4 separate regions of the Mus musculus genome follow, and all the other regions are linked to region 2. A link is a contact called in public HiCAR-type and HiChIP or PLAC-seq data. All regions are on one chromosome and are shown on one strand. Each heading gives the region's core, a stretch centred on a gene start, on an enhancer-like site or on the middle of the called end of the contact. The rest is flanking DNA. Distances are from core to core; before and after follow the strand shown. Region 1 overlaps Clec16a (C-type lectin domain family 16, member A). Region 2 overlaps Clec16a (C-type lectin domain family 16, member A). Region 3 holds the start of Socs1 (suppressor of cytokine signaling 1). Region 4 overlaps Clec16a (C-type lectin domain family 16, member A).

What was found. HiChIP or PLAC-seq counts read pairs in DNA pulled down with a chosen protein or histone mark. HiCAR-type assays count read pairs that join an accessible place to other places.
Region 1: a contact with region 2 is called in a HiCAR-type map of Th17 cells, with 2.8 times the contacts expected there. The contact joins two enhancer-like sites. A contact is called at or near these places in 2 of 39 promoter capture datasets (the C10 cell line and stem cell-derived epiblast-like cells), 3 of 484 Hi-C or Micro-C datasets (embryonic fibroblasts, embryonic stem cells and female germline stem cells), 2 of 115 datasets of contacts at active chromatin or transcription factors (Th17 cells and embryonic stem cells) and 1 of 9 other capture datasets (embryonic stem cells).
Region 3: an H3K27ac HiChIP or PLAC-seq map of extraembryonic endoderm stem cells shows a contact between it and region 2, with 4 times the contacts expected there. The contact joins the promoter of Socs1 here to the enhancer-like site in region 2. A contact is called at or near these places in 6 of 39 promoter capture datasets (the C10 cell line, the HPC-7 cell line, cranial neural crest and 3 more), 2 of 15 datasets of contacts at CTCF or cohesin (CD8 T cells and the NIH/3T3 cell line), 17 of 484 Hi-C or Micro-C datasets (the BV-2 cell line, CD4 T cells, CD8 T cells and 11 more), 23 of 115 datasets of contacts at active chromatin or transcription factors (the 230-238 cell line, CD8 T cells, the HPC-7 cell line and 16 more) and 4 of 9 other capture datasets (adipose tissue, liver, macrophages and 1 more).
Region 4: a CTCF HiChIP or PLAC-seq map of CD8 T cells shows a contact between it and region 2, with 5 read pairs. The contact joins two enhancer-like sites. A contact is called at or near these places in 9 of 39 promoter capture datasets (the 3T3-L1 cell line, the HPC-7 cell line, cranial neural crest and 5 more), 1 of 15 datasets of contacts at CTCF or cohesin (CD8 T cells) and 3 of 484 Hi-C or Micro-C datasets (Th2 cells, embryonic fibroblasts and muscle stem cells).

The regions. Positions count from the first base shown.
Region 1 is chr16:10,563,347-10,567,020 of GRCm38.p6, reverse strand. All of the region lies in intron 3 of Clec16a (C-type lectin domain family 16, member A), which reads right to left. Among named protein-coding and RNA genes, the nearest start is that of Clec16a, 20 kb to the right of the region's middle. Within about 2 kb of position 1,335, at least 35 of the 459 cell types and tissues checked have an H3K27ac peak or open chromatin away from gene starts, as enhancers often do. A contact at or near this core is called in Th17 cells, where this site is marked.
Region 2 is chr16:10,688,067-10,691,788 of GRCm38.p6, reverse strand. It overlaps Clec16a (C-type lectin domain family 16, member A), which reads right to left. Exons shown (of 23, transcript NM_001204229.1): 19 at 3,158-3,309; 20 at 199-403. Among named protein-coding and RNA genes, the nearest start is that of Gm15558, 6.3 kb to the right of the region's middle. Within about 2 kb of position 1,643, at least 86 of the 459 cell types and tissues checked have an H3K27ac peak or open chromatin away from gene starts, as enhancers often do. A contact at or near this core is called in the 230-238 cell line, CD8 T cells, the G1E-ER4 cell line and 14 more, where this site is marked.
Region 3 is chr16:10,783,983-10,787,392 of GRCm38.p6, reverse strand. It overlaps Socs1 (suppressor of cytokine signaling 1), which reads left to right and starts at 1,857. Exons shown (of 2, transcript NM_009896.2): 1 at 1,857-1,962; 2 at 2,472-3,410. The coding sequence starts at 2,522. The coding sequence ends at 3,160.
Region 4 is chr16:10,583,569-10,587,094 of GRCm38.p6, reverse strand. The region is part of intron 9 of Clec16a (C-type lectin domain family 16, member A); the gene reads right to left. Among named protein-coding and RNA genes, the nearest start is that of Clec16a, 40 kb to the right of the region's middle. Within about 2 kb of position 1,719, at least 64 of the 459 cell types and tissues checked have an H3K27ac peak or open chromatin away from gene starts, as enhancers often do. A contact at or near this core is called in CD8 T cells, the HPC-7 cell line and Th2 cells, where this site is marked.

The DNA.
Region 1 (3,674 bases), core at 86-2,585, 120 kb after region 2:
CACAAGGTTCATCTGCTCCTCACAGGGGCTTTTTTAAGTCCTCTACAAGGTTCTGTGGGGGGTTAGGGATCAGTAAAGGGGCCCACTGTGTGGCTGGGATTTTTCTACTACCCCCTCACTGTGGCTGACATTCTGTGGTATTCTGTTATAATAAACCTGGGAGTCAGTAAGTAATCTCAGTCTCTTGGGCCTCTGTTACTTAGGTCACCAAACAAAGAGGCAACAGTAGCATCTGTGCAATGCCTCCCTGTAATAGCGTAATAGTGAGAACCTGGAAAGCACCTAGATGCCCACAGTCAGGTTCATTTAATAACAATATAGATCAGGGCGAGTCACATGCAGGAACAGCAGAGTGAGTAGGACGGCCTGCATGGCTGGGTGCAGGGTGGGAGGCTACAGGCACCTGACTGCACTTCTGTGACTATGTTATGCTGTTTTACAATGACTCCCCCACTAAAACTAAAAAGTAAAAATAAAAGCAGCAGGGCATATGGCATACATATACTGTGATGGTGGCACTCAGAGACTGAAGCAGAGCTGGGTGTTGTGGCCCATGCCTTTAATCCCAGCACTTTGGAAGCTGAGGCAGGAAGACTGAGAGTTTGAGGCCAAACTACACTACAAAGAGAACACTGCCTCAAAAGCTACTTTTAATAAACTGTCCTGAAAGCCAAAGGTGTGTGTCTGCTGGGCTTTGCAGGCAGCTCCCACACTGCTCCCACTTCCTTTTAGAGCCATGCACATGTCGGATCACTTTTGTATCGAATCTGAAATAGCACCAATGCAGAGGGCAGAGAGGGTCATCAGGAGCCATGTCTGGAGAAGTGGGGAGACTGGAATAAAGGTCACAAGAGCCCTGTGAGGCAGCTAAGTTCTCCATTACAGATTGGTGACCCGTGATGACAGCTAATGGCTCCGACCTAGAGGTCTGAAATCCTCAGACAGGAAGTTCTGAAAGGTGATGTACATGTCAGCTGCACAGCAGAGGCCACCTCAAAGGATTTACATCAGATCTTCAAGGTACTTCACCAAGAAGCTAAAACTTTCAAAGGACGTACTGTTAATCCTAGCCCTAAATGGATTTCAAAAGGGTCACCAAGATAAAACTCCAAAGACCCCATATTAAAGGTCAAGACTTTGGAATTGTCCCAATGGCCTCAGAACATTCCTGAGCCTGCACCTCAGAGCTGGATCTTCCCCTCTGAGCTCAGAAACCACACTTATTCCAGATCCAGCGAAACAGAAGCTGATAACAAGGGAAACCACACAGGGAGATGTGAATTAGCACCATCTGTGGTCAGGGGGAGGAGGAGGAGGGCTCTGTGGCTACAGCACCACCTAGTGGCCACTGCTAAGGTCACCACCACCCAGCAACTTGATTTGCCCCAAGAAGTCAGTACCTGCCTTTGCTCTGGGCGCTCCACCGTTTTTTCTCTTGCTTTCAAGAGCAGGACCTGCACTGTGCTGCATTTGGAGTAAGTAACTAGCACAGAATGAAATTAGGCTGGCTCAGTCCCAGCATAGATAAGGGTCTGGTAATGCTCTGCTGAAGGTCTGCCCTGGGGATTGCAGCCTCCCTCTACTCGGATGGACTATGACAACTAAGAGCAGCTCCAGAAAATGCCAGCACCACACTGAGGACCACTGAGTGTATTCTCCTGTGCTAAAATCTCTCCTCTACTCTGAATGTGCTGTACTGGTTACTTTGGGTCCATGACTCAAACTTTCTTGGAGTTATAACAAGAGCCTCCGTAGCCCCTGCCTCTCAGAAGAATAAATGGGGCTGAGGGTTGAACTGAGTTAAATTCTTGCTTGCTGGGCAACAAAACTGAAGCAGAGGCACCCCTAAGACCTCTCTGCCTTCTCCATTGCTCTTAGAAGTGCTGGCCTATGTACTCCTCAGTCATTAGATCTTTGAAATTGAACCATGCTGAGGGGATGGCAAGTCAATCAGCAGGAGTCCTTCATGGAACCCTACCACACTGAACTACCCTCAACATAGTCAAAAGCTGCACATGTCGTTTCCAGTGTGACTACATGTGATGACAGGGTAATTACGATTAAATGAGTTTGCAGGGTCAGGCTCCACCCCTGACAGAATTAGTGCCCCATGGAGTCAGAGAGACCAGAGGTTGAGCTCTCTGACTTCATTCTCTCACAGGCGGGGCCAGGTACTGTGAGAAGGTAGCTAAGGTCTAATGTGGCCCCAGGTTTCATGAGTCCTAACCTCTATTCCTGAAATGAGGCCACGTTAGGAAGTAAGGCTTATGAGTGGTATTTAGGTGATGGAGTGAAGCTGTCATGAGTGGGTTAATATCTTTCTCACTGTGAATTTCTCCTCTCCTGGCCCTTGACGAGTTAGTTACCTTAAGAGCAAGTTCCTGCAAGCTGACAAGAGAGCTCAGAAAGTAAAGGCTCTTGCCACCAATGCCGAACTCCACCGACAAAAGGAGAACGGTTACCTCTCTTCCACTGTCACGTGCACTCTGCAGTGTGGCCGTGTGCACACACTCACATCTCTTCCACTGCCACGTGCACTCTGCAGTGTGGCCGTGCGCACACACTCACATCTCTTCCACTGTCACGTGCACTCTGCAGTGTGGCCGTGCGCACACACTCACATCTCTTCCACTGTCACGTGCACTCTGCAGTGTGGCCGTGCGCACACACTCACATCTCTTCCACTGCCACGTGCACTCTGCAGTGTGGCCGTGCGCACACACTCACATCTCTTCCACTGTCACGTGCACTCTGCAGTGTGGCCGTGCGCACACACTCACATCTCTTCCACTGTCACGTGCACTCTGCAGTGTGGCCGTGCGCACACACTCACATCTCTTCCACTGCCACGTGCACTCTGCAGTGTGGCCGTGTGCACACACTCACATCTCTTCCACTGCCACGTGCACTCTGCAGTGTGGCCGTGTGCACACACTCACATCTCTTCCACTGCCACGTGCACTCTGCAGTGTGGCCGTGTGCACACACTCACATGCAGAGAAGCACGCAAAGAGGTAAATGCAACACAAATTTTAAAGAAACACTTGAAGCATTGCAATGGGGATTACCTGCTCTGTAAAGCTCACAGATTAAAAGAAATCAGGTTACCATGCGCTTACTGAGCAAATATATGGTTTCTTTTACACAGCCTTTTTGACTGTGAGTTGAAGCAGCAGAAGGTTCTCACAAGGCATGGATACCTAATTTTGAACTTCTTGGCCTTCTAAATCTTAAGCCAAAATAAAGCTCATTTCTTTAAATGACCTAGTTTCTCAGAGCTTAAGAGATGACTTGGTGGTTAAGAGCACCAGCTGCTCTTTGAGAGGACCTGGGTTGGATTCCCAGAACCCACATGATGGCTCATAATCATCTTTAATTCTAGTTCCAGGGTATCCAATACCCTCAGCAGGCATTAGACACTCACATGGATTATAGATATATGTGCAGGCAAAACACCCATGCACATAAGAAATAAAAGATATTTTTAATTACTTAGTCTCAGTGAATTTGTTACAGTAAAAGAAAACAGACTCAGACAGCAGCTGTCTATAAACTAAAAAGAAATCCCCACCAGAAACCAGCCCTGACCTCAGCTTCAAAGTGGATATCCGTCTTCCAGAATAGTGGGCAAACACACGCCACTAAGCCTATTGGGATAAAGCCTGGGCAGACTA
Region 2 (3,722 bases), core at 394-2,893:
AGCTGCCCCCTGCCTGCGCCTGTTTCTTGTCTGTTACAGAGGCCCCTTCTCTTCCACGCAGCAGCTGAGGATTGTCTCCCTTCCAAACACCTGGGAAGCAGGGAAAGTCCCATTCTTTCAAGTCTTGGGATGTTTCTGGGTCAATGTGAACTGGTGACAGCCCTGCGGTGGGGAGTCCTTGCTCTTGAGGTCACTCACCGGCTATCCTCTGCATCTTCATGCGCCTGGCCTGGATGCGGCCCTTGGCCAGGCGCTGCTTGGCAATAATGCAGCGGATATGATCCGAGAACACGAAGGTGGCCTGCAGGATAGGGAAGGGCTTAGAGTGCGGGCTGGAGGCAGGCTTGTGAATGGTGATGTTCAGGGCACGGCTGTCATCCTCCACTCCTGTCACCTGCATGTCCTGCAGAGCGAGAAGGCAAAGGCAAAATGTTCATCAGGCCCAGGGTTGATAGGGGTGTCAGTGGCTCATATAGAAAGACACCAGCACTTTGCATCTGCTTTTGTTCTGAAGGAGGCTACATCTCAAAGATTTAAGGGTGATGCAGATCAGTCCCGGCCTGACAGGTGAGGAATCAGCTGCTGGATGTATGGCTAATTCTCCTTTCCATGAGGACTTGAGATGCCTGACCACAAGAGGTACACCAGCCTCTTCAAGGGCCACCACTGTCACAACAGGCAAATTCCAACAATTCTTCCTTCTGGAAAACCAGAGGCCACAACTCCAAAGCCTTTTTTTGTCACCTGGTTAAACACTACCTCCTTGTTTCTCTTCAAAATGAGGCATTGTTCCTGTCCTTTGGTACATCTTTGAGGACAGTCCCTGAGGAAGGGCCACTAGAATTGTTTGGCAGAGACTTCAGGCAAGCTGCATGTGAAAGGGATAAAGACATTGACGAGGAATGAGTGTGTAAGGACTGGTTCCCATAAAGCCTCAGGATGGGTTCTGTGTCAAGTCTGTGCCCACAAAGGTTCAAGGGCACATGAGATAAAAGCGTACCAGACAGAAGATAGACTCAAAGGTCAGATATGCTAGAGGAGGTGGGAGCCACTGAAGAAGGTTCAGAAGGAAGGGGCTGCTGTGCTTGGAGGCCACACACTTGGCTCTCCCTTTGGAAAGAATGGCTGCATCACAGGGCAGCAGCAGATAAGATGAGCTATTATGAGTTTAAAGCAAGGATCTGGTGCGTAGTAACAGTCTGATAAATAGTAGCTACTGGAAGAGAACCAAAAGAGGATGGGGGGTGGGGGGGGAGTGTGGCTTTCATTGTCTGACACATTAAGCGTCTGAGAGAGAAAAACACTTTCCTGATGTTGTGTTCTAAGGAAATTGGTGTACCTTGATAAGAAGATGCACAGGCCATCTACCGGGCAGTGTTCCACACGGGAGTCACTTTGGGGTAAAAAAGATTCTCCTACACCCTCACTGAGAGTAAGAGGGTCTGGAAAGGGAGGAGTGTGGGAAGGAGAGGAGACAGGAGCAGTGGCTTCATGTACAGGCGCTCCCCATGGAGAGCAGGCAACAATGGGCTGCCCACCGCTGTGGTTAGGAGTCAACTCAGCCTGCGCAAGGTCTTCTGGGAATCAGAGCAGTGCAGCAGGAAATGGACCTCCTTGAAGTGAGGGGAGGGGAGCCCCAGGCTGGGACAGGACACAGTAGAGAGAGGAAGTGGGATCTGTGTTTCATTCCCTCTGCAGCTAGTCACTACTCAGCCATCATACTTATCAACCTGTAAGACAGAGCCCCAGCAGACACGAGGTGCTGTAGAGCCTGGTCAGGGAGGGTGTGCTCAGGAACTCCTGTGATAACAACAGTGCTAGAGGAAGTTGGCAGAAGCTATGAACTCTTAAAATAGCTGATTCCAACTTCTTGGGTATCTGCCTAGGGAAATCCTGCCCGGGGCATGAGGAAGTGGAACACCAGGTTTACATGCTTGAAAAGCTGGGATTATCAAGAGCGCTCTGGCCAAGCATGCCCTGCCACACAGCAGTTAAGAGAACCCCAGCAGGCATGCATCTGCTAAAATGGCTAGACACTCCAAGAGAGGCTAGGAGATAGGCCAAGTCTACGATATGGCATAAGAATCTAACATACCCTCAAACTCATGTACAATTAACCCTTGGCACTCCCTACCAAACTGGGGACCAAAATCTGTAGATGCTCAAGGCCCTTACTTTAAATGGTACAGTATCTGCATATAACCTACTATATCTTCCTGTAGACTCTAAATTCACTCTAGATGATGCATAAGACTTGATACCATATATGTGCTATGTAAATACCTGTTTAGGGACTAAAGAGTCAAAAGAAAGTCTGTACATGTTTATAGCAGACATATTTCTTGGTGAAGTTTGTTTGTTTTTGCGACAGTATCACTACGTAACCTTGGCTGGCCTGGGATTTGGTTTGTAGACCATATTTGCCTTAGACTTACAGGGATCTGCTCATTTCTGCCTCCCAAGTACTAGGATTAAAGATGTACATCACCATACCTGGTCTGTCTTGTTTTTTGAGACAGGGTCTCATGTAGCTCTGGCTAGCCTCTGACTCCTTAGGTAGCCAAGGCTGCCCTTAAATGTCTGATCATCTTGCCTCCACCTCCTTATAGGCATGTATGATTATACCCATTTGTATGTGCTGCTGGGAATGGAATCAAGGGCCTCATGCATGCTGGGTGAGCACTCCATATCAACTAAGGTTCACCCCCAGCACACTGTCCTCATTCCCAACACCCTTTTATCTTGAGACCAGGTCTTGCTCCATGAACCTACCTGACTGGTCTGGAACCTATTAAATAGACTGGTCTGTTTTTGAATTTGTGGATGCCATCCTGATTCTACTGCCTGAATGCTGAGATCATGTACAACCATGTGGTCCTTCCCCACTGAGTTTAACTGACAGTTCCATGGATACACAATTAAAAAGCTCTTGGCAGTGAAGCAGATCTGGAAGGACCAGCTTGGCAATGGGTTTTCTCCGAAGGGAAGGAGAGGTGTTAAGATTAAGGTTTTGGTAAAAGGGACTTGGCTGTTCTCTGTGCAATACTCCGGTTTTGTGTGCATACTTCTTGTGCCATTACAAGTGAGTATAAAACTGACATTTTTACCATGCATGTGTGCAGAGTGAGAAAACAGAGTGGGGTTCTTAGACTCTCACCTGTAGAAGGCCAGCAAACTTGACCACTCCCCAGCCAAGTCTGGATACGTCAGGCTCCACCAGGCTCATCTGGTAAATGTCCACAGCCAGGAACCGCTGGACCATACCACCATCCTTGGTGATGACTGTGCATGCAATCAAGTCACTGTTATCTGGGAGGAGAGAGTGGAGAGTGGAATAAGGCCTAGCTCAGATGTCCAGCTTTCTTCACATATAGAACTGGGCTTGGATGCCTCTTCAGCCACTTCTGCTAGGAGAGTCCCTTCATCTCGTTAAGCCTCACATTCAGTGTGTTCTCAAAGCAATCCTGATGGCTTTGAGACTGATACAAAGCACACAAACCATTAGGTATTGTATACACACTAAAGTGTGAAAATAGCTAACAACTGAGTTCAGGGGTAGAAGCACCTGGAATGCATGAGGCTGGTGTTCTATCCCCAGCCCCAGAGCCACTACCATCACCCAGCAGCCAATCCCAGGAACATTTTAGTGTTTCTTTTAGACCAAAGGTAGTTTACAGATATGATGGTTTTTGATCATGTGAAGTCAGGAAAACAAGATCCCC
Region 3 (3,410 bases), core at 608-3,107, 95 kb before region 2:
ACCCTACAATGGCAGCCACTGTACAGTGGGTACTGGGCTCTCTGGACCCCTGGGGGTGGGTCAGGAAGCAGCTATACAGCTCAGCATGTTTCTTTTTCACAACTTTTAGAAACTGAAACCAAGTTGTCCAAAGACAGCTTGACTTGCCCTGTACTTTAGATGGAAGGAAGGCAATCAGATCCCTGGCATATATACTAAAGACTGCATCACTGGAATGTGATGGATGGGAGAGGGCTAGCCAGGGGCAGGGCGAGAGGACACACCCTCTGACTGAGGAGGAGGGGAGATTTCCTGAGAGCAGGCAGAGGTGGAGGCCTGGAGTCCTCTATTTATAGGGTTCTTCTGAAAAGGTCTGCCAAGAGCTTGGCAGGGAGGCAGGCCTGCAGGAGCCAGCCCAGCCTTGTCACCCACCTCAGCACCAATAAGCCTGCCAAGTCCCAAGGGGATACTGTACCCCAAGAGGTTTTCCTCACTTTGCCTGGGCTGGAAGCACAGTTTGGGGATGGAGTTCACCAACCCCAGTACTACTAAAATAGGCTGGTACAAGGCCCTGTGTTTAGTCCCCAGCACTGCAAACAAGCATCCGTGATGCTTGCCAGACCAGAAAGACCTGAAGGCCAGTCTAGGCTGAGACGCGCTAGAGGGAGGCAGTGCTACAAACCCAGCCTTTATCGCCCACCAAGGGTTAGACTGACCATGGCTGCACCACAACCACAGCCACACAAATTCAAGCACCACAAGATAAGTTTGGTTGTGCTTAGGATGAAATATGGCGCTCTGTGCTCTGTCTGGGGAGACCAGGACTTGGCCTCAGAGCTTCAGAGGAGCCGCCTGACAGCTAACAGAGAAACCTGTAGAGGGCAGTGTGCGTCACTGTGAGCACAGGGAAGCCTGCACGCGAACCTCATCCGCCTTCATTCATAAACATCGTCAGCCAGGCACCCACTCCTGGCCTTTCAGGACAAACTGAATCACGAAACCACACAGTGTCCTAATGATAGGTCTGACTGCCTGGATCCTAAGCCAAGGTGTGCTCGGGGCCCCTTGTACAGGCAGATGCTTGCTGGAGTCTTGACCAAAAGTTTGGGGATTACAGCTTTTTTTGGAATCACAGCCCCGCCCGGGGCCTCAGTTTCTCCGGCTGCCCACGTAGTAAGAGTGCAGAGAGTGAGTCCAGGCCCCTGGGAACCCAGCCCAACCCCGCCCGGTTTCCGAGGAACTAGGCCGGGAGCGGGGGCGCCCCTCCCGCACCGCCTTAGGCTTCCTTTGAAGCCTCTGCGGTCAGGCCACCGCTTCCTGGGAAGCCCAAGCCAAGGCCAGGCCGAATGGCCAACGGGAGGGGCCCGCACGCGGCTCTGGAGGAGGGCGGCGGCCCCACAGGTCTCTAGGACTAGCTAGCCGGGTTCCAAGAAGGGTCGAGATTGCCAAGGCCTTCGGGTCCTGGGCAGGAAGGACCCTGGCAGGGAGGAGCTGCTTGGGGAGCACAGGGTCCAGGCGAGGCGGAGCCCTAACCAGAAGAATGCAGACACCCGGAGGGGAGGAGGCGTGTCAGCCCCGCGCTAGCATCCCACACGGCGGGCTGCGATTTGGGGCGAAGGTAGAGCAAAAGAGCGGGCACCAAGTCCTAAGCACCCCAGGCACGGAACACAAGATTCCGGTTGGAGCCGGAACCCCAGAGGTCCCAATGTGGGAAGGTGCGAGGCGAAACCAAGTTAGAGGAACCGTCTCCAGGGAGAGCCTCAGGAGTCTAGAGAGAACCCGAAAGACTTGCCGGAAAGAGAAACCGAAAGCGGGGGTGGGCTGGACCTGTGGGCGGGGCCTGCCTGGTTTAAGAGCCTGATGCAGGGGCGGGCAGCAGCAGAGAGAACTGCGGCCGTGGCAGCGGCACGGCTCCCAGCCCCGGAGCATGCGCGACAGCCGCCCCGGAGCCCCCAGCCGCGGCTCCCCGCGTCCTGCCGCCAGGTGAGCCAAGGCAGCTGCGAGGGAGCAGGCGGGAGGGGATGGGAGGTGATGGGAGCAGAGCCCGGCAGGACTAACCTCGCAGACTGTATGGCAGGGTCGAGGATGCCACGCCTCTGGCGCCCCCCCACCCCCGCCCCGGCTCCCCCAGGAGGCCCCTCGCTCGAGCGGGGCGCCGTCAGCCCCTCCTCTCCGGCCCTGAGCCCTGATCCTCCGCCCGGGTTCCAGTCCCCGGCGTGGCCAGTAGGCGGCAGCCGCGAGGCGACTAGCCACCAGCGGGGACGGCCGGGAGTCGGGCCCCTCTCCACGCCCCCTTCTCCACGCGCGCGGGGAGGCAGGGCTCCACCGCCAGTCTGGAAGGGTTCCGCATACAGGAACGGCCTACTTCGCAGATGAGCCCACCGAGGCTCAAGCTCCGGGCGGATTCTGCGTGCCGCTCTCGCTCCTTGGGGTCTGTTGGCCGGCCTGTGCCACCCGGACGCCCGGCTCACTGCCTCTGTCTCCCCCATCAGCGCAGCCCCGGACGCTATGGCCCACCCCTCCAGCTGGCCCCTCGAGTAGGATGGTAGCACGCAACCAGGTGGCAGCCGACAATGCGATCTCCCCGGCAGCAGAGCCCCGACGGCGGTCAGAGCCCTCCTCGTCCTCGTCTTCGTCCTCGCCAGCGGCCCCCGTGCGTCCCCGGCCCTGCCCGGCGGTCCCAGCCCCAGCCCCTGGCGACACTCACTTCCGCACCTTCCGCTCCCACTCCGATTACCGGCGCATCACGCGGACCAGCGCGCTCCTGGACGCCTGCGGCTTCTATTGGGGACCCCTGAGCGTGCACGGGGCGCACGAGCGGCTGCGTGCCGAGCCCGTGGGCACCTTCTTGGTGCGCGACAGTCGCCAACGGAACTGCTTCTTCGCGCTCAGCGTGAAGATGGCTTCGGGCCCCACGAGCATCCGCGTGCACTTCCAGGCCGGCCGCTTCCACTTGGACGGCAGCCGCGAGACCTTCGACTGCCTTTTCGAGCTGCTGGAGCACTACGTGGCGGCGCCGCGCCGCATGTTGGGGGCCCCGCTGCGCCAGCGCCGCGTGCGGCCGCTGCAGGAGCTGTGTCGCCAGCGCATCGTGGCCGCCGTGGGTCGCGAGAACCTGGCGCGCATCCCTCTTAACCCGGTACTCCGTGACTACCTGAGTTCCTTCCCCTTCCAGATCTGACCGGCTGCCGCTGTGCCGCAGCATTAAGTGGGGGCGCCTTATTATTTCTTATTATTAATTATTATTATTTTTCTGGAACCACGTGGGAGCCCTCCCCGCCTGGGTCGGAGGGAGTGGTTGTGGAGGGTGAGATGCCTCCCACTTCTGGCTGGAGACCTCATCCCACCTCTCAGGGGTGGGGGTGCTCCCCTCCTGGTGCTCCCTCCGGGTCCCCCCTGGTTGTAGCAGCTTGTGTCTGGGGCCAGGACCT
Region 4 (3,526 bases), core at 470-2,969, 100 kb after region 2:
GAGATGGTCTCTGACACTCTGAGCCAGCAAACACATGACCCAAAGAAGCCAGGCTCCTGTGGTCTCAGATGATGACTGTATACATCTTATCCTGGTAGGGTTTTCTGCTAAGCAGAGGAATGGCAGGAGCCATAAAGAGAAGTGTAAGTAACATACAGATGCACATGCACTCCCCAGAGAACCATTTGGGTACCTTCCCAACTGGCTCACCTGACACCTACAGATATAGTCAATGACTAATTCGGAGGGAAAAAGCTATTCTGTCTCTTAGCTGATATTCTGAACTCCCAGCCAGCCAGTCCTGGCACACATATGAGTGATAAAATATTTGCACCACCTAGAGGTGAAACCTGGTGGTTAAGTTGGAAAGCAGAGTGCAAGCTGAGGGTTTAGCTCACTGTCACCAATGGCAATGTCTACTCTAGTCTTAGCAGTCTCTGTCACTTGTTATTGCTGATGCTTCCTGCCCTCTTTATGCCCTTGCCTGCATCTGAAGTGCTTCCCCAAGCGCCTGCTGAATATAGTTCAGTTCCAACAACAGCGTGCCCACCCACGCACACTTATATAGGCCCCATATAGGGGATGAGGTTGTACAGCCTCACCTAACATTCCTGCACCAACTGGTGCTAGACCTAAGAACAAACACTACACATAGCAGAAGCCCTCCCTTCAAAGCCATGTTTGTTATTCTAGCTGTAGAAGCAATAAGACTGAGGCCTGGAGACGCAGACTAACTCAACCTGGGACACCTTGAGGCACTCACTGCTGCAGGTACCAGATGCAGAGTGTAACATGTGAACAGCACAAGAAACAGCATGCTGAGAGTCTTCACAACAAAGTCACAAGCACCTCATGACTGCTGTCCCTGGCCTTGCTGCCTCATTTATTCCAGCACTGAGTACCCTTGAACTCATGAGGGTAAAGCAGAAAGATGATAAACCTAAGACCAACTACCCCATGCGATACAGTAAGTTAAACATCAGCCTGGACTCCATTTCTGGTGTTACTCCGTCTTTCGGTAACCTAAAAAAACACCTACAGGTACCGAAGCACATCCCCAGTTCCAACCCATAATCACTTTGCAAACAATAGAAGAGGCTACCATATGAGTTGCCACTCTTGGGTATGTGTGGTAGTCCGAATGAGAATGCCCCCACTGTCTTATAGTTTTGAATGTTTAGTTCCCAGTTGAATGATTTAGGAAGAAATTAGCTGGTGTGGTCTTGCTGGAGGTGTGCACTGTGCTTCAAAGCCCACACCAGGCCTCCAACTTGTAGATAAGATGTAAGCTCTCAGCTCCTGCTCCAGCGTCATGCCTGCCTGCCTACCATATGATGGTAATGCACACAGGAATTTCAATTAGACATTTATCTGCCTATTCTGATCTGTGTTAAATTTAACCCTAAATTATAGCCCTTCAGTATAATTCTGTCTCTCCTCTGCTTCTCTCCAATTTTGGTTTGGGTTTGCAAGAGGTCTGCTGGTAAAAATGAAGCAATACCAGTAACTTATCTACAAATTACAGGAAGGAGAAAGTAGGGTAAAAAAGACCAAGAAGTTAAAACAAGTTTGATCAACCACATCCGAGCCAGGCAGGAAATAGTAGGAGACTGTTGTCACTCAGAGGGAAGGCAGGCAACTTGCACAGGACTACTGTTAAACAATTCACAACTGCCAGTTACCTTGGCAGCTAGTCTAGGATTTCCATCTACAGGCATCAGAAGGTGGGGCTTTGATCTAACACCTACAGAGAAACCAGCCTCTCAAGTGCCAGCTCCTTCTGTTCAGCCACTCATGCAACCAGTGGGTGTGTCTCCCACAGTGGAGGCTGGACCTCTGCCCCAAGAGGAGACCATGGGGAAAAAGGACAGACCTCCTGAGAGCCATCTGAGAGGTGGCCAGTTGCCATCTGCTCTGTGCTTTTGCTTAAGCTGCAAACCACAGCCTGTTTGTTGTGTCCTACTTGTGGTCAGGTACTGTAGTTCTGTAGGCATCCACATGGGATAAAACCAGGGACAATCTCTGTGTTATTTCTTACAGCTGCATGCAAATCTACAATTACCTCACTAAAAAATGTCCTTTAGAAGTCTGCAAGCTAGCAGATGAAGTAATAAAGAAAATGGGTAGACGTGAATGATTGCTGAATGCTTAGTCAGAATGGGACACTCACATCCTCCTCCTTCAAACTTCAAGGAACATCATGGAGAAGGTGGGAAATGTAAGAGCTAGAGGATGGAGTGGAGTGCTGTGGAAAACTGTGTCCCAAGCATGATGGGGCTGCTGCACTCTGAGCTCATAATTGCTGTGATGACGTGCATAAGACCTGACCTACCAATGTTGTGTCATGAAGTCAGGGAGCTCACGAGGCCGCACCCCTCCTGATGACATATTGTCTGTCAGTTAATGGTAGTTGGGAGGAGAGGTGCAGGCTCTGCTCTGTCTTCTGTGAGGACTTATTGGCAGTAATAGTTTCTGGGAAACAGAGAAACATTTTCTTTAGTTGTGTAGCTACTGGTAAGGTGCCCATGCTCTTGTGGGAAAACTCTGCTAATTAATGATGAAGTCCACCATGACTAGAGAGCCTCTGGGATCAGCAGAATATGGGAGACTCACTTCATTAGTGGATCTTCTCCTTTTCTAACCTTGTCTGGAAAATCCAAAACCCTCTCTCTGAGGAATGTTAGGTAGCCTTAGTTTGGTTACAGGTTTTGACAAAACCTGTTCAGCCAACACCTGAGATCCCTGAAATGCTTCCCCATGCTTAGGGTACCCTAAGCCCCCCAGCCAATCACCTCCGCCCATCCTGCATGTCCCTACCCTCAGCCCCCCTAACACTTTATAAGCCTTCAATCACCCTAAGTAATGTTGATCTGCCCCGAGGGTGGTTCCAGCGTAGTCACTCACTGTACGGACTCACAGGGCTTCCAGATCCCCAACCCCATCATCTCTGCTCCCTTTGCCCTGTGGATTGTATGGGCCGATGATCCTCGAGGGTGGGAGGACCCACATGCTCCTGTATAGAGCCCTACTGAAATTCCCTGGTCATTGGGAAAAATAAAAAAGGAAATGAAAGCAGCAGGGGAATTAGTGGGGAAAGGGAAGCAGATCATCAGGCGTGAGATGGGACAAGAGAGTGTAACGGGATTGAATATGATAAAATATTTCATATGCATGTACAAAAATGCCATAATGAATCTGTAATGTATAATCAGTATATGACAAGAAGAGACGCAAAATTAAAAAAGAAAGTGGGTATATACATATAATACATTATTCTGCCTTTACAATTTAAAGAAATTTGGCAATAGCAAAATGGGTAAACCTTGAGGACACCATTCTACATGTAGTAAACCAATAAAAGAAAAGAAATACCTTACATGATTCCACTTCGTTACATGAGATATCTAAAATCATCAAACTCATAGAAGCAGAGGGTGGGACAGTGCCTGCAGGGACAGGGAAGTAGGAACGGTTCAAGAGGAATACAGTTTCCGTTTTGGGGTGGCTCTGGATCACATGGAGAACA